Regions from separate parts of the Gasterosteus aculeatus genome. Here region 2 is linked to region 1. Evidence: chromatin contacts called from public Hi-C data. All regions are on one chromosome and are shown on one strand. Each heading gives the region's core, a stretch centred on a gene start, on an enhancer-like site or on the middle of the called end of the contact. The rest is flanking DNA. Distances are from core to core; before and after follow the strand shown. Region 1 holds the start of myo1ea (myosin IEa). Region 2 overlaps myo1ea (myosin IEa).

What was found. Hi-C and Micro-C count contacts between places; a contact is called where the count stands out from the background.
Region 2: a Hi-C map of tail fin shows a contact between it and region 1, with 4 times the contacts expected there. The contact joins the enhancer-like site here to the promoter of myo1ea in region 1. A contact is called at or near these places in 5 of 6 Hi-C or Micro-C datasets (liver, skeletal muscle, tail fin and 1 more).

Annotation. Positions count from the first base shown.
Region 1 is chr12:12,705,054-12,710,227 of fGasAcu3.hap1.1, reverse strand. It overlaps myo1ea (myosin IEa), which reads right to left and starts at 2,513. Exons shown (of 28, transcript XM_040161988.2): 1 at 2,267-2,513. The coding sequence starts at 2,269. It overlaps mtmr10 (myotubularin related protein 10), which reads left to right and starts at 4,931. Exons shown (of 16, transcript XM_040203016.2): 1 at 4,931-5,174.
Region 2 is chr12:12,738,454-12,743,627 of fGasAcu3.hap1.1, reverse strand. myo1ea (myosin IEa) reads right to left here. Exons shown (of 28, transcript XM_040161988.2): 23 at 5,098-5,174; 24 at 4,766-4,923; 25 at 4,572-4,661; 26 at 4,268-4,472; 27 at 2,445-2,614; 28 at 986-2,334. The coding sequence ends at 2,258. Among protein-coding and RNA genes, the nearest start is that of rnf111, 25 kb to the left of the region's middle. Within about 2 kb of position 2,632, at least 1 of the 9 cell types and tissues checked has open chromatin away from gene starts, as enhancers often do.

The sequences.
Region 1 (5,174 bases), core at 1,264-3,763:
ACAATAAACCCATTAAGAAATAACTCAAACTATCTGTTCTCAGTAATCCAGCACAGATTAATTAAGCACTTTAGCATGCCTGATTTTTGAGAACAAACAAGATGTGTTGGCCAGTTTAGAAGATTAGTTAAGTAATGGAGTCCATTATTCTGAGGGTGGGGTTCATCTCTACAGCATAAGACAATAAAGGTTTTTGTTTTTGTGTCAACATTCTTTAGGACTGGATGTGTTCATGTGCAACAAAATCTAAAGCGGGAAAAAGAAAAAACACATCTGCTTGCAATAAAGTCAAAGATGAAATAATAAAATATGAAAAACAAGAGTCGCAAAAAGAAGAAAGAAAACAAGAACTGGCTCACAATTTGATGTTATAGTTGACAACAGATATTCACGGTGTGCAATTTATATCCAGAATGATTTATAACAAGTTAAAAACACAAGAAGTCAACATCAGAATCTGCTTTATGGACACGTATGCTTGTACGCATACATGGAATTTAACTCTGGTTTCCACTTTAGCTGGTTATGACTTTCATCACGACATGAAAGCTGTGAGGTTCGTCATCACAAACCGCCGACTGTTGATCATGTAGTTTTGTAACAACCGTATGTGGAACCGGTCGAAAGCATGCGAGTGGACTGAACCACAGCAACAAGCCTAACGAGTTCCCCAGGTCCACGCAGTGGGAATGTTCGTCCTGTTTTTAGAGAGACGGCTTGAATTCCTGAGCGACTCTCTACAGCAGTGATCGGTTTGAAAATGGAGCGCCAGCTTTGAAATGAAGGGTTACTCAGTACGCACCTCCCTGCAGGAGAAACTAATGCAAACCATCTGCCGTCATGCCGACTTGCTATTCAGCAGCTGGAAGAGAAAGAACTAGTGAGCATTGCTGGTGTCTGCTATTCCAGACAGTTAGGATGACAACCAGACACTTTTCTCCCTCTTTGCTCCCTGCAATGGCCGATACTCTCTATGACTGATGACACTCGCTTTGTTTCAAATCCTGCAATAGACGTTTGACCGTTTTTTTACAGGACATTCTCAAAATCATTTCATTCATGTCATAGCTGAAGAGTGTTTTAAGTTATCTCACGGAAAGAAAATGCAGAATTAAAGCGGGAATGTGGCAGAAAAGCATTACATCTCAGCTCAAGTGCAAATATTTTGCTCTCCTGACTGCATGCAACCTTTGTCCTTTTTGTTTGTCTCTAGGCAACACAAACGACGGGCTCAATACAAGCCCATGGATAGCAGAAGGCTAGCAGGTCTTGGTCCTGTTTTGAATAGAAAATGCTTGTGTGTACGTGACCAGAGAAACAGATTGGAAGCTGCAATGATGCAAACAAATGTTCTTTATATTCCTTAAGGCAAATGAAAGCCTGAATCAAACTCATATGTTTAGTAAATAGGGAAGTCTCTGATAACAAAGAAGCATTCATATGGTCTATCACATATTAATATGTTATAAAAAAAAGGCTTCATCACAGCTGTATTGTTATGTTCATCAGCCATCATCAGAAATTATGTCGCAGAAGACTGACGCTTGAGGAGTTGTTGTCAAATACGACAACAAGGAAACACAAGCTCAAAAGACACACAACTTGGCTCTAGGCGTCTGCTCCAGGGACAGCATTCAGTAACCAGGAAAAACCTGTCTCCATGTCATGCTCAGTCACACACACACACACAAAACAACAATGCTGCACACATGCAGAACCCACGCTCCACCTATCCACCAACCAGTTTTAAAGAAAAGGCTGCACCTAATGAAAAATGTTTCAGGTGACTCTGCATCCTCTCTGGGTGTCACCATCACAAGCCGTGGGTCATTGTCGTGTAATTACTTTCACAGTTCCCCATTACACGTCTACCATCAGAGGGACCGGCGGGATGAAGACAGAGGAGGAGACAGTCAGAGACAGACAGAGGAGAATTTTACTGATTGTGGATCGATGATGGAATCGGGAATACAACTGGAAGAATGTATTGTGAATAATTAAACGAAACACAATAAATGACGCTTTCCTCAAAACAACAATCAACCAAACTGTCTCGTAAAGCGACAGAAATAGAGTTAATGGTTAATGTATCAACAGGGCCATGGGGGAAGTATACGTAAACTAAAGTAAACGTTAAAAAAAAAAAAATAAGTAAAAATATATAGAAACTGAATAAAATACCTATATATATATATCATATTGAAAATTCTACTTAAGGATGAGCTCATGGTATCAAACAATACGAGCCGGTGCAAATATAACTCACCATCCTCTTGCCTTCAACTCAACGCTGGCGCAGTCTTCTCCGTCGTATTCTGCGTGATCTCGTAAGGCCTCACTGAAGTTCACACAGTTTAAAAAAGAAAAGAAAACCGCTCCAATTCTTAAACCTAAATCCAGAGGACAAAATCCAGAGTTAAAAAGACGATATTCCCGATAAACTCCAGGAAGTATGGACGCATGTGTCCTCAGCGGTGTCCTCCGTCCATTGTCCAGACGGATCTGAGGCTGACAGCGGCGGAGCAGAGCTCAAACACCGAGAAACACAACACGCGGACACTCGTCCAATCAGACGACACTGCGCGCGGAGGCGATTAAATATTCATGAGGTGGTGGGAGGGGAGGGGAGCCACTGCGCATGCGCGGCGTTAGGACTTCACAACAACGGACTAAAATACATTTTAACCTGAACGGGGTCCATTATGAAGCGCATCAATGTGGGTAACATTGTCAAATCTAACAATAAAAGCACTTTCCTTTAATTGTTTGTGTTGTTCCACAGGGCTTTCTCTCGTGTCCAATGATAAACCACCCATTTCAGGTTTATATGGCATTCTTGCACATATGTCTTTTTTTTGGTGCTCTCAAATGTAATTTATATGCTAGCAATGATTTATTTGAGCTTTCTTCAGGTTAAGTCTGTGACGGGCAGCGTATTTTCTACCTGGGCCTTCTTTGCCGTCTTACTACAGTTGAATAACCTATTAACACATATTATGACGCCACAGTTACGGGTTATTATTTGTTTCATGTAAACACCTCATATAACACCATAACATTTGAGGTGAAATGAAATGTTATATATGATCACCACCACTACAAATACACTAACTGTAGATACATGAATACAGGCATGACGGGATGCCCACCACCAGGTTCAGTGAAGGTTGAGAAATCACGTTTAGTTGCAACTGACATGATGTTCATCCAAAATATCCTTTTAACATGGTGCATGTGGATTGATCACTTAAACTGAATTGACAGACGAAAGCATTCAAGTGACTCGGTGTCTCTGTATCATTCTCATCCAGTTTGTGTCCTTTGACTGTCCGTTCCTATGTGGTTTTAAATGCTCTTTTGATGAATTACATTTTTTTGCAAAAGGTAGCCCACACATTTTGTGCACTAATTCAGTCCTAACAACCGCTGAAACAAAACAAAAATGCAACTCATAAGCCTTCTGAAGCGACAGCTCTTTTGAAGTGTATGTGTGACACTGGTATCCACTTCTCACAACCGCTCTCCAGCCAGACTGAGGCTTGCCTTGAAATTATGTTGGAGGGGGGGGAGGGGGGGGGGGGCACTCTCTGGGTGTAACCCGTCTAACAGGCTGCCTCTGAAGGCAGTAGACACATTGTATGTGCGTGCGTGAGTGTGTGTGTCCTGTATTCCTATCCGAATTCTATTCTAAATGTAGTTTAAAAATTGTACTTACATGTAAGATAAATATTGAAAACAATGTGAAATGTTCACCGGAACATAATTTGGACTCAGTTGTGGAGGCCTGAACTGGCCTGCTACTGCCCGGTAATGGCGTTTTCAAATATTGACAAACTAGTCTGGCAAGCAACACCAGCAAACCAGGTGAGCTGTTGTAAAAAAGATGTATGATTTATCAACCTTTAAGCCGGTTGTTGCAGTATATTGTCTCCACCCAGTGGCCTCTATAGAACAACGCAGAAATGAGGACATTTTTTAATCAGTTTCAACGGGCATGTGAGCATAGTCCAAGGTTTTAGTTGTAAGATAATAACATGCACTGGTCCCACTGACTCGAACACTTATGATAACTATAGGCACTTCACCTTTATAAAATATGTGTTGTAACATACTAACATATATTTAACATATTTGTTTGTTGGTTTACAATTTATTTCATTGTCTATTTTTAAATGATGTGTCAGGGTATTCTACTGTCTTTGTTGTTATGCGCCAATCACCAAATTCCTTGTTTGTGGGGGTGCAATAAATGATTCTGATTCAGAGACAGTTCATTCTTTTTAAATGTTAGGATTAAAAAATATATATTCTGTAAAGCCATCCGTTGCCCTCTGCTAGATCATCTCACCACCTTCAAATCACGTTAATGCAAAAGTTAAACATATTTTTCATTGATCATGATAAAAACTTTCCAGATCATACATACAGGCCAAAGATGTCCTATATTGATCAATAGCGCCACACTGTGGACAGAATAAATGTATTTCTGGTGGACTTAAAATATCCTGTTCCTTTTAGGCCTATCACCATAAAGTGAAAACATAATTTATTTATTGTAATATTTTAATTGTAGGTACTAATGTTGTTCGAAGAAGCCTAGATTTAGACAAAGATAAATAGATAAACACATTGATCGATAAACGTTCTCAATAAACGTCATAAACCATGTCCCATGCACACTTCCTGTATTTATTACTCTGGTTGTAATGATTTGCATCCCTGTACCTGTATATAAATGGATTTGACTCACATCGTATTTTATTTAGAACATGTTAAATGAAATACATCGTGAAGGCATAATATTACGTTTTTGTCCTACCAGTAATACTTATATACTTGTGAAATTAAGTTATTCCCCCAAAGATAAATAAACAAACATATAAGCCGACCGACTCACGCCCGTAAACTGCAGTGTCTCATGGGAGTTGTAGTCCTTGAGTGGTGCCCTCGATCCATGTCAACACAAAAATCGGTATTTTAAACATCAAATGACAAGGTTATCAATATTTACTACAACGTATAGTCGTAGGGGGGCATTTTGTTGTAATAATACAGAGTACCCCGGTGTTCTGTAGGGCTTCATAGAAAGTTGGATGAAAGTAACATCTCGGCACTGAAACGGAGCTCGGCAGCGGAGGCCGGAAGTCGGGCTGGACGGCTGCTTGTTATAAACA
Region 2 (5,174 bases), core at 1,383-3,882, 33 kb before region 1:
AACGTCACTTTTTGAGGTGAAATGAAGGTGACAGTCCAGTTCAGATGTTCAAACAGGATTCATGGAAAGAGTTCAGAGTCTTACTGACTGAGGAATGCAAATAAGTCCATAAATAAGATCGGGTGCAGTACCTCCTGCGGACATTAGATTCCAGCGGAGCGCAGAAGACTCGAGCAGCTGGACCATAAAATCGAAAACATCGTAAATATACAACTATATTCTGCCCTCAAAAAGCACTGTGTTTCTTTTTACTGACTAAGTAATGTTATCTCCTCCTACTAAACAATTATTTAGTGAGGTTTAGGAAATATGAACAAATGTGATGATAACCTGCTGCAGGCTGGGTTATAATCGCAGACATCAAATGAATAATAATTAGATTGCTTTTGTATAATAAAAAGTACAGGTGTCAAAATCATTACTGAGGATGGCTGCAAAGCAGGTGGTCTCATGGCCGTTACTTTCATTACTTACACCTGCGTTTTCCTGCAGTGGCGTGACGGAATGTCTTCCATGAAAAGGGGCATCTGTGTTTTTTGTTAGTGAGGCCTTTACCTTGGTGAGAAAAATATATTCTGCCGTATTCATTCCCCCCCGAAGTTTTGGTCTTTACTTTGATGTTTAGTCCCAAAAAAGCATAGAAACACTATTCTGGACAAAACAATGTAATAATAGTTTTTTCACCGTGTTGGGAAACCGGCTTTAAGAAAATCCCATTGTTTATCATGGATCTAAGTAAGGACATTTAACTATTCAGAATGTATATTTGAACAGTTAAATGAATTTATTACGTGTAAAAAAAACACCTATAAACACAAGTATCTAAATAAAATAAAAATTCTCTTTCCTCTGCTCTGGTCTGTTAGAGTAGCCTGAACTGATGCTCTCCGTAACGGCCGGATGGTATGTAAATATGGTAAAATACATAAATATCCTATTGATAATTCATTTGATGGGTTCTGGACAAATTAAAAAAACATTCAAAGACAATATTACATGCTTTATTAAAATACTCATCCACTTTTTTGTATTGCACAAGGATGATATCAATCATCCAAGATCAAACCATATCTGACAGTCCAAGTCCAAGGTGTCTGTTTTTACTGACGAGCATTATGTGGTTATTTGTTTAAGAAAATATGAAGGAATGTTTAAGTAATCCAACAGCAGTGCAAAAGATGTGCAGAAGCAAAAGGAATTATTTGTAGTGCCACCAAAACTTGTATTTGAACAAAAACTCATTCACCCTAATCCGTTAACCATTATATTCAATCTGTGGCTGAACCAGAAATAAAGCAGCCGTATGAAAAGCAAAACAATTTGAATACTAAGATCCTTCGAAGAAAATATAAAAACCGATTCATTTAAAACCACAACAATAGGCGTACTCTTAAAAAATGAACACATATACAGAATCAGATTCAAAATGCCTTTTTTTTATAATTTCATGTAAACGAATTATTCTGCTCAGTAACTCATCTTTCTTCTCTTTACAACTTTTCCTTCATAGACATGACTTACCGGCCGTGGCATGAACGAGTGTCCAAGGTAGTACCTGTACCAATAAAGTGCTAATACACCACAGACTGCATGCTTGGGTTACAGATTACATCGCTCCTTCTCTGTCTGTCTAAAATATACTGGTGTGACAGAAAAAAAACAAAAGGTGAGGATGGTTCTCCAGGTATTTCACCACTTGACCAGGTGTTTTTCCAGACCTACTAAAATTGTTACAGCTTTGGTATTTAAAATCATTGTAGATCACAGTGTGATGATTTGCCTAGACGCCGTCCCCTGTACGTAAGTTACAGATTTTCACCACAATAAATATTCCTGGTAAAGCAGAAGTTGCTTCAGTTTTGCCACTGAGGCGATCGCCTTCGATTCAGCAATCGAACCTTCCTCTGAAAATATAAATCACATCCTGATCCCACAGATTAAGTATACTTCATTCCAACGCTTCCAAAATGTTGGAGCTCAAATCCTCAGCAAGGTATAAATGACAGTAAGGAAACAGAAGGCTATAAATACAATAAATAGTGTTTGTTCAGTACTGAAAAGGGGCCGTGGAGGAGAACGGACCACAGGCTCAAACACCCTTCTCGGTGTCACCCGCGGATAAATGAGTGTGAGTTTCTCTCCTCAAGGAGTCTTGGCGGTGCTCCTCCCTCCTCCCGGTCGATCCCCATCACGTCCTCTTAAGAGTGTCAGTGGGGATGCAGCAGCCTCTCCTCCTCCAGCTGTAAACCGCCAGCTTCTAGACTTTGGTGACGTAGTTGTTGGGGAAAAGTCCCTGTTTTCCACGAAGTCGCCCCGTCCACCAGCCGGATGCATCTGTCCAACACACACGACGGCATTAGAGGCCCGTTTCAAGGTGATATCGGACGCGAAAACGTTCAAGTAACGCTGCGACGCCGCGCGGATCGAGCAGCGAGCCACCTCACCCTCTTTGATGATATCGATGAGCTCCTCGGCATTGAAGCTGAGCTCGTCCGTGTCCTGAGCGTCGTAGGCGTATAGCGCTCTGCACTGGGGCACCTGGGGTTTGGGTTTGGGTGCAGGTTTGGGTCGCCCCCCTCCCGGTGCAGGCCTGCTGGCTGACGGCCTGTGGGCTCTGAGGCGATACAAGGAAAGAAAAGACGGAAAGCACGGGAAGGTCAGCAGCCGCGGTGAGAAATGGTCGGTTCAGCGTGCTGCGGTTGGCCGTGAAGTTGAGTCAGGAGAAGCTGTTTGTCGGCGTGGGGGGTTCTCGTGTGCACAATCACCATCTTGTCATGTGAAAACATTTTGACCGCAGCTGTCGGAACCACATTGTGACCAAAATAAAAACAAGGTGTGTTTTTTTTTCTTGTTTTCTACCTGAGTGACAGTAAATTCATGATGCCTTATGCTCAAATTGAACAAGCTGTTGCTGTTCACAAATCAGCCACAAGATGGTAACTGAGTACACATTTTCTGTCACAAATGCACTGAGACTGAAAAGGTTTCAGAGCAGAGAGTGTTGATCCACATTCAGTGGTACCTGCTTATTATTATTATACCGACTTTTTAAATCATGTGTACTGTAAATACAGTACAACTTTTAACACAATGCCAAATGGACAAATGTAAGAATAAGAGTGAAAAACTCAACAACTGAGGATCAAATAAATCAGAAGAAATGAGGTGTCAATCGTTAGATTTTGCATATAGAATATTTGCTTTTATAAAGGCAAAACATTTAGGTGTCCCAGTGAGATCTGTGTTCATTAAAGAAACTTTGAACCATCCTTGACGTTCATCTCACTCAGCATGAATTCTTTATTAAGTATCTTTCATTTATAAATGAATATAATATCAAATTCTTTAATTTATAAATGAAAGATACTTGTTAAATTCCCATTTAATATCAAATTGAGCAGCAGCACAGAATTATATATATTAGTTGTGGACGACTATCAGCTCATTTAACTTAACTTTCTCTGCAGTCCAAAAAAACAAAATGTACATGGGAAGAAGCATCAACAAATCCTGCTGCTGAAAGTTTTTCACAGTCTTTAACCACCACCCAAAACACTGCAAACACTCCAACTCACATTCCTCCATTTGAAGTTGGCCGTCTGTCTCCATTGCTACAAAAGAACAAATCATCCAAATTATGCCAAATAACAGAAACACAAGTGAGTGAACTAGAGTTTGTCGTCACAAAGTAATATGTGTGTGCATCTGCTGTGTCACATTTAGCAGTTAAATGCACATTTTACAAATAAATATGAAAACGATCTTGAGTAATAATATGTTTACTAGACACAAGGATCTTAAATACGGGAGAGAGCTTCACGTGTGACTCAAATGCTACATGGTGGAGTCATATTAGGCTGAATGATAATTCAGTGTTAGTCACACTCGTCGTGTTCCCTGTATTGAAAACAGAAAAGGGGGTCTGGCTTTTGGGGGGAAAAAACACTTTTCATGCCATTCAAATCTCAACATCACTACACAGCATTTTTTCAGCATCATTCACTCAAATCACACGTTTAGGTTTCTTTAGTAGTGAGACACTAAGATTTTCCATTTCCAGGCAGTGAGACACTAACACGGGATGAAACTAACAGGGTCGGTTGGTAGTCCGAAAACCAGTGAGAATGGTCGGCCGATGCTGCGTTCAGTCTAAATTCATCCACCTTTGAACAGCAGCACGAACATATTCCTGCCATGTCATCTACGTGTCAGTGGGGGGTCATTTGTCTACGTGCGGTTGGCGCGTTTTAATGTGGGAGCGTCTCACCCTGCGGCTCCTTGTTCGGGCACCTTCAGACAGTCCAGGTTGGGCTGCGGCCGGCTGCTGCCTCGCTCCTTCAGCTGGTTGGCGTTGCTGGGCAGGAAGGGGTGCGGGGTGTTGGCGGCCGGGGCCTTCCTCTGGTTGTGATGCTGCGAGTTCCTCTGGTTGGCTACGTGGTCGGCGTTTTTAGGGCCGCCGTTCTGGTGAGCAACTGCATCCCCGGTGGGGGGGACAAGAAGGAGATTGTTTGAGACGGTCCACGTGGATGTAAGAGAAGCCTGTTGAAATCCGGTGAGAGGGGACGATGTACCTGGAGGTCCCGGCGCCGCCCTCCATGGGGTGTTCTGGGGAGTTCTGGTCGCGGTGGAGCGAACCTGCGAGAAGCTCTTCCTTGTGGGGCCTGAGGATGAAAGAAATACAGACGAGGGGTGATTCTACCACTCAGCTTGACAGCATCACGTCTCACTGAGAGGACGAGGAGACTCCACTCCGGTAAGCACTCACGTGTGTTCTTTGGAAGCCCAGCGCCCACGCTGACCTGCAGAGATTTGCTCGAAGGCTTCAGTACTGGCTGGTCTCCCTGACCCCCAACGAACAGGACCTGCCGGGAGCCCCCCCCACTCAAGAAGCCCCAGTTCTCCTTCTTCAACTTCAGCTCCAGTCTGAGGGGCAAAGAAGCCAAAATGACGCCCTCTTGAAATGGAAATGGTGTATTATTTAATTTCAGTCATCAGCTTTTGAATTTCCCACTGATTCAAAGTCTAATCAATTAATATGATAAATAAACTCCAGTTAAACTTTTGATTGTCACAAATGTGGCGTGTGCTCATACTTACGTGTTACTAAACTTGAGAGGTAGCTTCCTCTGGGTCCTCTCCTCAAACCTGCGGGCCAGCAAGCTGATGAACTCGGT